Linked DNA regions of Podarcis muralis: region 2 is linked to region 1. A link is a contact called in public Hi-C data. All regions are on one chromosome and are shown on one strand. Each heading gives the region's core, a stretch centred on a gene start, on an enhancer-like site or on the middle of the called end of the contact. The rest is flanking DNA. Distances are from core to core; before and after follow the strand shown.

What was found. A called contact is a pair of places that touch in the nucleus more often than the background predicts.
Region 2: a Hi-C map of blood shows a contact between it and region 1, with 4 times the contacts expected there. The contact joins the promoter of SLC33A2 here to the promoter of VPS28 in region 1. A contact is called at or near these places in 2 of 3 Hi-C or Micro-C datasets (blood and tail).

What each region holds. Positions count from the first base shown.
Region 1 is chr8:1,827,533-1,834,015 of rPodMur119.hap1.1, forward strand. VPS28 (VPS28 subunit of ESCRT-I) reads right to left here and starts at 2,745. Exons shown (of 10, transcript XM_077932671.1): 1 at 2,599-2,745; 2 at 432-520. The coding sequence starts at 468. It also overlaps the pseudogene LOC144328655.
Region 2 is chr8:2,047,635-2,053,862 of rPodMur119.hap1.1, forward strand. It overlaps SLC33A2 (solute carrier family 33 member 2), which reads right to left and starts at 4,219. Exons shown (of 6, transcript XM_028735997.2): 1 at 4,093-4,219; 2 at 191-890. The coding sequence starts at 869. It overlaps RECQL4 (RecQ like helicase 4), which reads right to left. Exons shown (of 25, transcript XM_028735990.2): 25 at 5,891-6,228.

The sequences.
Region 1 (6,483 bases), core at 1,495-3,994:
TTTGGGTTACGGACCCACCGAAACCCGGAAATACCGGAACGGGTTACTTCCGGGTTTCGGCGGTTGCACATGCGCAGAAGTGCTAAATCGTGCTTTGCGCATGTGCAGAAGCGCCGAATCAAAACCTGTACATGCGCAGACGCGGCACTGCGGGTTGCAAACGTGCCTCCCGCACGGATCACATTCGCAACCCAAGCGTCCACTGTATCTCGTATTGATGGTATTTAATATTTTATCACACTGACATATTTTGCTGTACACTGCCTTGATATTTTATGTGAAGGGGCGATTGATACATATTTTTATAAAGAAATATATAAAAACACTTCACACAAAAAACCAACCCTGCATATCAAGAACTCAAAGTCCAAGAAGTCCCTGCATTTGCTCTGGCCACCCCAGAATTAGCTCAAAAGCAGCACTGGACTCACCTCCCATCCCAGGGGCTGCTGGGATTCCATGAAACATTCTTCCTCCGTGGGTCCGCAGCTGAGATCCAAAGTACCAACACGCAAGGTGCCTGAGATAAGAGCAGGTAAGAAGTCACAGCTAAACCTCCCTCCGCATTTGTTCATTTGCTGATTTTGTATTCCAAGTGGCTGGGGAAACCCAGCCAGATGGGTGGGGTATAATTATTATTATTATTATTATTATTATTATTATTATTATTTTGTATATATTATTATATCTATGGGCTACTTTTAAAATGAGGCTGCATTTTAAATTGCATTTTAACCTGTATTTTAAATTGGGGTTGTTGTTTTTTCCTATTATGTTTTTACTGTAATTTTACTGGTGCTAGCCACCCTGAGCCAGGCTCTGGCCGGGGAGGGTGGGGTATAAATAAAATTTATTATTGTTATTATTAATTGAGGTGATTCAGACCAGGCCAGCTCTCCAGGGAGGGAGGGGGCGGAGCAGCATCCACGTCTTTCCCCCCTCAAATTCAAATTCCTGCCATCCGGGGAGGGAAAGAAGAGACATGTCAAAGAAAATGAGTGTTGAAGAGAAGAGAATACGGATGATGGAAATGTTTTTTGAAACACTGCTATGTCGGTGAAGGAGGTCTTACAGAGCTTAGTCGATGATTGTATGGTGGACATGGACAGGATTCAGACTTCAAATTATTTTTGGGCTTTTCCAAGTAAAGCTCTTCATGCAAGAAAGCCTAAACTGGAGGAACTGCAGAATCAGTTCTCAAAATATAGCCAAAAGAAAAAAAAAGCCTACAAGAAACCATTGAGAAATCAAAAATTGGGCGCCAAGACACAGCACTCATAAAGGAACTTACTGCCCTTAGTCAGAAGAGAGACCAATTAAAGGCAGAAATAGATAAATACAAAGAACGTGATCCGGATATTGTTGAAGAAATCCGTCAAGCAAGCAAGCAGATAAATAAATAAATAAATAAATAAAAGCCAACAGATGGACTGATAATATCTTTGCAGCAAAATCTTGGGTGAAACGGAAGTTTGCATTTGAAGAGAGCAAACATGACAAAACATTTGGCATTCCTGAAGACTTTTTGACTACATCGATTAGAAAGGTTTAGTAAGAATGGCAAGTAATTTGATATTGTTTGAGAGATTTCGTTTTCATTCTGAAACTTCTTTTTCTTTTGCCATTATTTGTATTTTGGTTAACAACTCCGCCCCCCCCCCCAGCAGCAGCAGCAGCAACAACAACAACCCTGTGAGGGAGGCAGGCAGGCAGGAGGGAAGAGAGAGGAGAAGGGATGGAGGGGGGAGCGCATTCTGGCTGGCCCATTGACTGACGGACAGATGATGGACCCACGGAGAGCCAAGGGGCGTCCTGGCGGTGGCGGGGGGGGGCGTCCACGGATGTCAAGGCAATAAACACTTTACTTTTAAAAGACAACTGAAGGCGGCCCTGTTTAGGGAAGATTTTAATGTGTGGTGCTGTATTGTTTTTAATATTCAGTTGGAAGCCGAACACAGTGGCTGGGGAAACCCAACCAGATGGGCGGGGTATAAATATATTATTATTATTATTATTATTATTATTATTATTATTATTATTATTAATCTTATATATTATTATATCTATGGGCTACTTTTAAAAGAAGGCTGCATTTTAAATTGTATTTTAAATTGGGTCCCCATCCCCCCATTATGTTTTTACTGAAATTTTACCTGAGCCCGGCTCTGGCCAGGGAGGGCGGGCTATAAATAAATTTTATTATTATTATTATTATTATTATTATTATTATTATTATTATTATTATTATTTGAGGTGATTCAGGTCAGGCCAGCTCTGCCCCCCCCCAGCAGCACCAACAACAACCCTGTGAGGGAGGCAGGAGAGAAGAGAGAGAAGGGATGGAGGGGGGGGGGAATCCTGACTGACGGGCGACGGACCCACGGAGAGCCAAGGGGCGTCCTGGCGGTGGGGGAAGCTGCCCCAGGTCTGAGAGAGCAATGGCGCCCCCCTCCCCAAATAAGAGAGGGAGAAGGCGAGCGGGGGCCGCATCCCCACAAGGGCCCCCCGAGGACCAGCCCCCCCCCCAGCGCCCCCCTCTCAAACCTCGGCCCCCCCCCCCCGTCAAGGGCTGCCCCCCACAGAAGCTCAAGGCCTTACCCGGCTCCGGCTGCTTTCTTTCTTTCCCCACTTCCGGGAAAATGGCGCCCCGCCTCCGATCGATAGCTCGGCGCGCTCCCTTCCCCCTGCGGGGCTCGGCGCTCGTTTCGTCAGGCCTGGCGGCCCCAGAGCGCGTCTCGGGCTATAGATCTACGACTTTAGAGCTCTCGCACGCACGTGGTGATTCCGGGTTCGCTGCGGGCGAGGCTCGTCTCTAGCATTGATATGATACCCAGCTCTTCTTCTTTTTTTTATAATAATATTTATTGCTTTTACAACAATTTAAACACTTACAAAAGAAAAAACAAAGAAAAAACAGTACATTATAATACAAAAACACTACATAGAAATTAACAAAACAAAACAAATTAAAAACACATCAAAAGAAAGAAGGAAAAAAGAAAAAACTTCCAATATCTTATCATTCTTTCCCATATTTCCACGGCCTCCTCACACCTCCCTTTTTGTATTCCACTTCTATTAATTATTTCAGCAATTCCTTACCATCTTCCCCTGTTTTCTATCCTATAATTATCTTAACACCTTTTCACCTTATTTTCCTTTAATACTCTATTAATCTATTTATACTTAATTCCTTATAACATTTCTGCTGAAGCCATATCACTTCATTCCAACATTCTTCTAACATTCATGGATTTTACAATATTTCTATAAATAGTCTTTAAACTTTTCCCAGTCTTCTTCCACCGAGATATGATACCCAGCTCTACCTCTCTTTCAAATCAGAACCAGGGAAGGTCCTGTGTGAGTGCCTGGAGGCGGTTGGAGGATGGATGGCGGCCAACGGATTGAGGTTGAATCCTGACAAGACAGAAGTACTATTTTTGGGGGACAGGGGGCGGGCAGGTGTGGAGCACTCCCTGGTCCTGAATGGGGCAACTGTGCCCCTGAAGGACCAGGTGCGTAGCCTGGGGGTCATTTTGGACTCACAGCTGTCCATGGAGGCGCAGGTCAATTCTGTGTCCAGGGCAGCTGTCTACCAGCTCCATCTGGTACGCAGGCTGAGACCCTACCTGCCTGCAGACTGTCTCGCCAGAGTGGTGCATGCTCTGGCTATCTCCCGCTTGGACTACTGCAATGCGCTCTACGTGGGGCTACCTTTGAAGATGACCCGGAAACTGCAATTAATCCAGAATGCGGCAGCTAGACTGGTGACTGGGAGCAGCCGCCGAGACCACATAACACCGGTCTTGAAAGACCGACATTGGCTCCCAGTATGTTTCCGAGCACAATTCAAAGTGTTGGTGCTGACCTTTAAGGCCTTTAACGGCCTCGGTCCTGTATACCTGAAGGAGCGTCTCCATCTCCATCGTTTTACCCAGACGCTGAGGTCCAGCGCCGAGGGCCTTCTGGCGGTTCCCTCACTGCAAGAAGCCAAGTTACAGGGAACCAGGCAGAGGACCTTCTCGGTGGTGGCGCCCGCCCTTTAGAACGCCCTCCCACCAGATGTCAAAGAGAAAAACAACTACCAGACTTTTAGAAGACATCTGAAGGCAGCCCTGTTTAGGGAAGCTTTTAATGTTTGATGTATTACAGTATTTTAATATTTTTTTGGAAGCCGCCCAAAGTGGCTGGGGAAGCCCAGCCAGATGGGCAGGGTATAAATAATAAATTATTATTTTTATATTATTATTATTATTATTATTAGGGATGGCGGGGAAGGAAGCTGCCCGGGTCGCCAACCCCCATTCCATGCCAAGGGCAGCTTTTGGGGGTATGGTTCTGAACGCCTCGCTCTAAAGGGATGTTGCAATGCAGAGGCGGAAGAGGTTCAAGGGGGAAAAGGGTCTCCCCAATGACCCAGGGGGCGGGTTGCCATGCGTCCGGATTTTCCCGGGCACACAGGATCCCGGATGGAAATCTGTTAAATGTGCTCAAGTATTCCAATAGGCCTGGAGTAAATTTATACATCATTTGAAAGATTATTGCAAGCAATGGACATCACTAGCAGGCTTGTCTGAAGACTTGTAATGAGAATTTTTCTACCAGTTTTTATTTAAATTTTGAGCCATTTTCTAATGAGTGTAATTAGAACTGGAACGTACGAAATGCAATGATATAAAGGCTAATTTTGAAAGCCATGAGGCAGGAGGGAAGGAAGTCGGCAGGCGGTAAAGTGGATAATGATATGATCGATTTTCCATGTTATAAGAAAAATACCACTCCCTTTCCCATATGGGCATAGCTGTCAATGTTTCCCTTTTTTAAAGGGAAATTCCCTTATTCCAAATAGGATTCCTTGCAAGAAAAGGGAAAAGTTGCCAGCTATGCTTATGGGGTATTCCAGAGCCCGTATAGAGTCCTTAAGAGGGTTCCCTATCGGTAGGAGAAAATAACAGAGGCCAGCCAGAGAATATTGAGAAGCAAAGCGGCTAGTAAGCCTGATCTTTATTGATCTGTTGCAACAGTGTCCTCTCACCACACGCAGGAGAGCCCTGAACAATGGTGCACAAGCCCTTATATATACTTTTGAAATTGCCCACCCTGTAGCTCAAGACCACCCCCCAAAACATCATACATACATCACTGAAAGAGGCGGTCTACAGCAGAAATCCTGTCTTCCAGGATACCTGATAATGGTCACTGATTGCTTTACCTGGGCAGCCTGGCCATTCCTTTTGAGATGCTAAATACTTACTTCCAGAATCCAGGTCACAGGCTCACCCTATTCATACACAATACACCCTTAAGACAGGATTTGTGAGCAAAGAAGACTATGGGGAGCTTTTCCTTCCTCACGGCAGAGAATTTTTGAGGTGGCTGGAAGAGTCAAAATGTCTTCAGGTTTGTTCTCTTGTACTATTTCAGACATGTGGTTTATATACTTATGTTCATAAATCTACAAGGCAAATACATACATATGATTTATATTTATGAGACCTTAGAATTCCTATAACACATACAAATAGCTCAAAAACGGCATTAGCCCAAAAAACTCATCAACTTTGGGCAAAAAAAAGAGAAAGCTGCTCAATAACTTTTGGCCTCTATTCCAGGGGATGGAATGACTGCCCCATAAAAAATGGCTGCAGCATTTGGCACTGCATGACAGAAGTTCTTAAAACTATGCCTGATATGTAGAAAGTGACTAGAAAATGTTCCCCTCTCTCCTATCAGCACAACTCACGGACACTGACAAGGCTGAATGTTGGAAGATTCAGGATGGATAAAAGGAAGAAATGTGCATGCACATGAAAGCTCATACCAATAACAAACTTAGTTGGTCTCTATAAGGTGCTACTGGAAGGAATTTTTTTTGTTTCAGATAAAAGGAAGTCCTTCACGCAGCACAGAATTAAACTCTGGAACTCCCTCCCACAAGATTGGGCAAATTCATGGAGGAGGAGAGGGCTATTATTATGTTCCCTGCCCCTCAGCTACAGTCCTTCCAAGCTTTCCAGAATTGTTTTTGTTTTTTTTTGTCTCATATGCTTTTCAGGCAGTTGTTTCACCTTATTGCCTCCATGTAAGACAGGGACGTGGGCGGTGCTGTGGGTTAAACCACAGAGCCTAGAACTTGCCGATCAGAAGGTCGGCGGTTCGAATCCCCATGACGGGGAGAGCTCCCGGTCCCTGCTCCTGCCAACCTAGCAGTTCGAAAGCACATCAAGTGCAAGTAGATAAATAGGTACCGCTCCGGCGGGAAGGTAAACGGCGTTTCCGTGCGCTGCTCTGGTTCGCCAGAAGCGGCTTAGTCATGCTGGCCACATGACCCGGAAGCTGTACGCCGGCTCCCTCGTCCAATAAAGCGAGATGAGCGCCGCAACCCCAGAGTCGGCCACGACTGGACCTAATGGTCAGGGGTCCCTGTACCTTTACCTTAAGTTTATTGCACTTTGTGATACACGCAAAAGAACTTATATT
Region 2 (6,228 bases), core at 2,969-5,468, 220 kb after region 1:
CACCTGAAACGGCATCAACTTGGAAGGTCTACATCATGTAACTTTGCTGAGCTGCACACAATATCCCCATGTTTACTCTCTCCCCATTAGCCTGGACCCCTTTCCCAAAGACGCACTGTGCATGTCCTAACAGATCAACCATTTGGCTCACCAGCATAATCTGCAGCTGCAAGTCTTTAGAAGGACTCACCCAACTTATAGAGCAGCACCAAACCAACAGTCCAAAGAGTGTCCGGCACCTTGAGAAGCTCTTGGAGCATGAGGCAGGGGTTTAAGGTTCTGAACCTGACCCAACTGTATTGAGGATCGAACCTCACTTTCAGTTTTAGGTTAGCATTCCAGGTGACACCAATGGCCACAACATAAAGAAGGGCCAGGCCCACAAAGAGGGTCTGCCAGCCCAGGTGATGGAGGAAAGTGAGCAGGCCCCCTCCTGCCAAGACGGAGCCCAGCTTGTAGGCCACGACCTGGATGGTGTTGCCGTACCCAATCTCATGTTGCGTCAGCAGCTGGATGGCAATCGCGTCCACTGCAACGTCCTGGATGGAGGCGCAGAAGTTCATGAGAAGGAGGACGATGGCCACCGGGAAGAAGTTTGTCTCGGGGGCCATGAGGGAGCAGGCCAGGCAGGCCAGCACGAAGCCATACAGGGTGAGCAGCAGCCATGTCCTCTTGGTTAAGTAATGGTCCACCAGGGGTGCCCAGAGCATCTTGAGAATCCAGGGCAAATAAACCACCTTAGACAGGCTGATCTTGGTAAAGGAGAGGCCCAGCGTGCGGAAGTAGATAGGCAGCAGCCCAGACTGGAGCCCATACGGGATGCCTTGGACAAAATACAGCATTGCGAGGACAGCATACTTGGCGTTCATCCTTCAGGAACTGCCATCCACCTGCAGGGAGAACAAGCAAAGATGGGCAGAGCTCAACAGGCTGAGGGATCTGTACCTTCATGTGCATCCAGGAGAAGTGTAGGTATTCAAGGACCAGAGGGAATAATAATAATAATAATAATAATAATAATAATAATAATAATAATAATAATAATTTATTATTTGTACCCCGCCCATCTGGCTGGGTTTCCCCAGCCACTCTGGGCGGCTTCCAACAAAGATAAAAAATACACTAAAATGTCACATATTAAAAACTTCCCTGAACAGGGCTGCCTTCAGATGTCTTCTGAATGTCAGGTAGTTGTTTATCGCTTTGACATCTGATGGGAGGGCGTTCCACAGGACGGGCGCCACTACCGAGAAGGCCCTCTGCCTGGTTCCCTGTAACTTGACCTCTCGTAGTGAGGGAACCGCCAGAAGGCCCTCGGAGCTGGACCTCAGTGTCCGGGCAGAACGATGGGGGTGGAGACGCTCCTTCAGAGGGAAAGGGAGTTTGCCCATTGATAGTTTTGGAAAGAACTCAGAGGCTAGACATGTTATACACAAATAATGAAAATGAGACGGCATGGATTTAGCTTTCTCTGCCCAGCATATTTTGCAACTTATGGGCGCTGTTAGAGAGACACAATGATTTCCCAGGTAGATACCTGGTCAACCTAATATTCTAGAAAGAACAGGGGAGAGTCTGGGTACGGTGGCATGGCTTCACAGAATGGAATTGCCCCGGTAGATGAAAGACGGGACTTGAAAACGTTCATTGTTTTTATTTTAAAATACCTGAAAGTTGCCTTTGGCCAGTAACCTCCAGGTTGCTAATGAAACTTACTGAAACATAAGAAAGTCACACAACTTTATACAAATATTTGAGAAAACCCGTAAGATATCTTCTTGTATCTTAGCTTTTTGATTGGCTGCAGAAGCCAACACCCTACCCTACCCTGCTCTCCTGTCATTGGTGGAAAATAAATTACAAAGGGTAATTCAGTCTTATTATTATTGTTTTACTTCTGATATAATTGATTTCATACCCTTTAACATGGCACAGCTGAAAATTGAGATAACACTGCATTTTAATATTGCTTGTTACGCACTTAAAGGCTTTACTACAATCAACTGGTATATAAATTTTGTTAAATGAATAAAATAAGATTTGAGGTCTTTATTTTACATATTCTTGTTTAGCTTTAAAATGACACAATATGGTACTGGAATCATTTTATTTTACCATGGGCTGTAAGCAGGAAGGACATAATAGACCTTTAATAGCCATTAATCATCTCCTGCCTACCTTCTCTGTTGGACACAACAATGTATTCAAAACACCCACTTTACCATTGAGTTTTTACATGTGCTCGGTCCTTAATGTATATAATTTTATCAGCAGTTAGCATTTAATCCTTAAAGGTAAAGGTACCCCTGCCCGTACGGGCCAGTCGTGTCCGACTCTAGGGTTGTGCGCTCATCTCACTTAAGAGGCCGGGGGCCAGCGCTGTCCAGAGACACTTCCGGGTCACGTGGCCAGCGTGACAAGCTGCATCTGGCGAGCCAGAGCCGCACACGGAAACGCCGTTTACCTTCCCGTTAGTAAGCGGTCCCTATTTATCTACTTGCACCCGAGGGTGCTTTCGAACTGCTAGGTTGGCAGGCGCTGGGACCGAAAGACGGGAGCTCACCCTGCTGCGGGGATTCGAACCGCCGACCATGCGATCGGCAAGTCCTAGGCACTGAGGTTTTACCCACAGCGCCACCCGCGTCCCTATTTAATCCTTAGAGTACGCTAATAGAATCTGATCAGAGTTTTCCAACAGGATGGAGGTATATAAATTCATGCATGATATGGAGAAAATGGGTAGAGTTTTTCTCCCTTTCTCAAAAGACTAGAAATTGTGGACCTCCAATAAAACTTAATGCTGAAAGATTCAGGACAGACAAAATAAAGCATTTATTCATATAACGCACAGCTAAACTACGGAGTTTGTTCCCACAAAAGATAGCGATGACCACCAACTTGGATGGCTTTAAAAGAGAATTAGACAAATTCATGGAGAAAACAGCTACCAGCGGCAACTAGCCACAAGGGTTATACTCTGCTTCTGCTGTTAAAGGCAGTGTGCCTCTGAATAACAGCTGCTGGAAACCTCAGGAGCAGAGCATGCTCTTGAACTCAGGTCTTGCTTGCAGGCTTCCCATACTGGGCATCTGGTCGGCCACTGTGAGAAGAGGATACTGGATACATTAGATCCTGTAACCTAGGAAGCTCCTTTCTAGCAGATCAGAATATTTGTTTGACCAGCCCAGTGGAACCGGCACTGTTGCAGGTCCCACAAAACACCCATTCCACATTTGTAAGAACTTGATCTTTTAGTGTGGTGGCACCTACACTTTGGAACTCCCTGCCTACTGACATCAGGCAGGTCCTTCACTGTACTCTTTTCGGTGCCTTTGTGGTCTTGTTATCTGATTTCTTTCCGCAGGGCCTGTAAGGCAGAGTTGTTCCGCCTGGCCTTTGGCTCGGAGCCAATTTGATTCCCTCCCCCTCTTTCTTTCCCCCCCTGCGATGAGGCTGCATTCTAATGTTTCAATTAATTTTATAATGAATGTTTTAGAATGTTGGATTATTTTTATTGTTGTTAGCCGCCCTGAGCCCAGCTTCGGCTGGGGAGGGCGGGATATAAATAAAATTTATTTATTTATTTATTTATTAATGTTGCATCTTAATCTTGTTTTTAAGTTGTGTTCATTCAACTTGTTTTTATTATCGCTTGTTAGCTTGTTAGCCTTGGCTGGGGAGGGCGGGGTATAAATAAAAATTATTATTATTATTATTATTTTAACCTTTTTTTCGTAAACCACTTTGGGGCGTTCTTGTTTTGGCAATCGTGCAGGGTATGAATTCAGAATAATTGAATAAATGCCAAATGTACACGGAAGCTCACAGACCTACATTGTGTCACCCCCCTACTTCCCAAAAACGAAGCTTCCCCAGCCCCCACAAGAACCCCTGTGGCACCAGCAGGACTCAGCATCACTGGGTTGCCAGCCTCCCTGGCAGCATCCCCGAGGCGAGTGGTCCAGCTTCCCCTCCGTTGCCATGGCAACCCCCTCCCCACCGCCCCTTCCGCGCTTCAGCCGCTAGAGGGCGCCGCTGCGCCGCCCCTTTCCGCCCCCCTCCCTCTCCTTCCCCGCCGCTCGCGGGACCCACATAAAAGTCCAGCCGCTCCGCTTCTCCCGTTTCCGCGGCCAACAGCGAGAGCGGAAACGCCGCCGCCGCCCTCAGAGAAACGGAACCAGGCCCAGACCATGAGCGCAGGTACACTTCCGGTCAAGGAGAGGGAAACGAGGAAAGCCTCCCTTTCAGACCGGAAAAGGCGCTCCGTCGGTGAGGCTTCGCGGCCCTTCTAGGCGGCGCCTCTCGGTTATAATAATTTATAATAATAATAATTTATTATTTATACCCCGCCCATCTTAACTTCGCTCAGTCAAAGGGCACAGTCTCTCTGCAAAGGCCGAGACTTCCGGTTGTCGATCGAAAGCGGGCTTTGGCACAAGCGTAGAGTGGCGCCGCTCTATCCTTTTTTACTTCTCTAGCGGTGCAGGATTCAACCCCCAAAGGCGCACCCCTCCGTTGTCTCTCGAGACAGAGGGATGCCAACAACGGCGCAGGCTCACTTTGCTTTGAAGAGGCAGAGTTCGACCGAGTACCGGTAGTGTTCATAAGGACTTCATTGAAACTGTGTCCCCTTTGGGTCAGGGGACCATAGAAGTAGAAAACAGCAAGAGGTCATCATCTCGTTTCAGTACTTGACAAGCCGCGTCCAGCGCTGCCAATAAAGGACACTAAGATGATGCTGTTAAGGTGCTACACTCAATATGCCAGCAAGTTTGGAAAACTCAGCAGTGGCCAGAGGATTGGAGAAGATCAGTCTACATCCCAATCCCAAAGAAGGGCAGTGCCAAAGAATGCTCCAACTACCGCACAATTGCACTCATTTCACATGCTAGCAAGGTTATGCTTAAAATTCTACAAGGAAGGCTCAAGCAGTATGTGGATTGAGAACTCCCAGAAGTGCAAGCTGGATTTAGAAGAGGCAGAGGAACCAGAGACCAAATTGCAAACATGCGCTGGATTATGGAGAAAGCTAGAGAGTTCCAGAAAGACATCTACTTCTGCTTCATTGACTATGCAAAAGCCTTTGACTGTGTCGACCACAGCAAACTATGGCAAGTTCTTAAAGAAATGGGAGTGCCTGATCACCTCATCTGTCTCCTGAGAAATCTCTATGTGGGACAAGAAGCTACAGTTAGAACTGGATATGGAACAACTGATTGGTTCAAAATTGGGAAAGGAGTGCGACAAGGCTGTATATTGTCCCCCTGCTTATTTAACTTATATGCAGAATTCATCATGCGAAAGGCTGGACTGGATGAATCCCAAGCCGGAATTAAGATTGCTGTAAGAAATAACAACAACCTCAAATATGCAGATGACACAACCTTGATGGCAGAAAGTGAGGAGGAATTAAAAAACCTTTTATTGAGGGTGAAAGAGGAGAGTGCAAAATATGGTCTGAAGCTCAACATCAAAAAGACTAAGATCATGGCCACTGGTCCCATCACCTCCTGGCAAACAGAAGGGGAAGAAATGGAGGGAGTGGGAGATTTTACTTTCTTGGGCTCCATGATCACTGCAGATGGTGAGAGCAGTCACGAAATTAAAAGACGCCTGCTCCTTGGGAGAAAAGCAGTGACAAACCTAGACAGTAGAGGCATCACCTTGCCAACAAAGGTCCGTATAGTTAAAGCTATAGTTTTCCCCGTAGTGACGTATGGAAGTGAGAGCTGGACCATAAAGGAGGCTGATCACTGAAGAATGGATGCTTTTGAATTCTGGTGCTGGAGGAGACTCTTGAGAGTCCCATGGACTGCAAGAAGATCAAACCTACTACTATTAAATTCCTCACCTGTTTAGTTCCTGCTCAAATAGATGGGAAGGCTGCATATAAACTTCTTTGTATATTTATTAAGGCAAATGTACAAAAAGGATGTGGGGGAATTGAGAGAAAAATCAGTGCTAAATTAAGACTGTCCGTTCACGATCTATTTTATAACAATGCAAGCATTCCTCACTTATTTGAAAATATGTTAAAGGCCCCTGCATACAATGAAATAGGTTTACTGCAGGTGAAGAGGTGGGCAGCAGCCAAACATTTAAAGCATTATATTTCTAAATGCCATATAAAAGCAAATCCTCACACTTCTTTTATGGAAGAGGATCTGCCCATTAGTTTTTCAAGATTATGCTTGCTGACGCCAGTCCCTCCTGTATGTCTCCAACTTG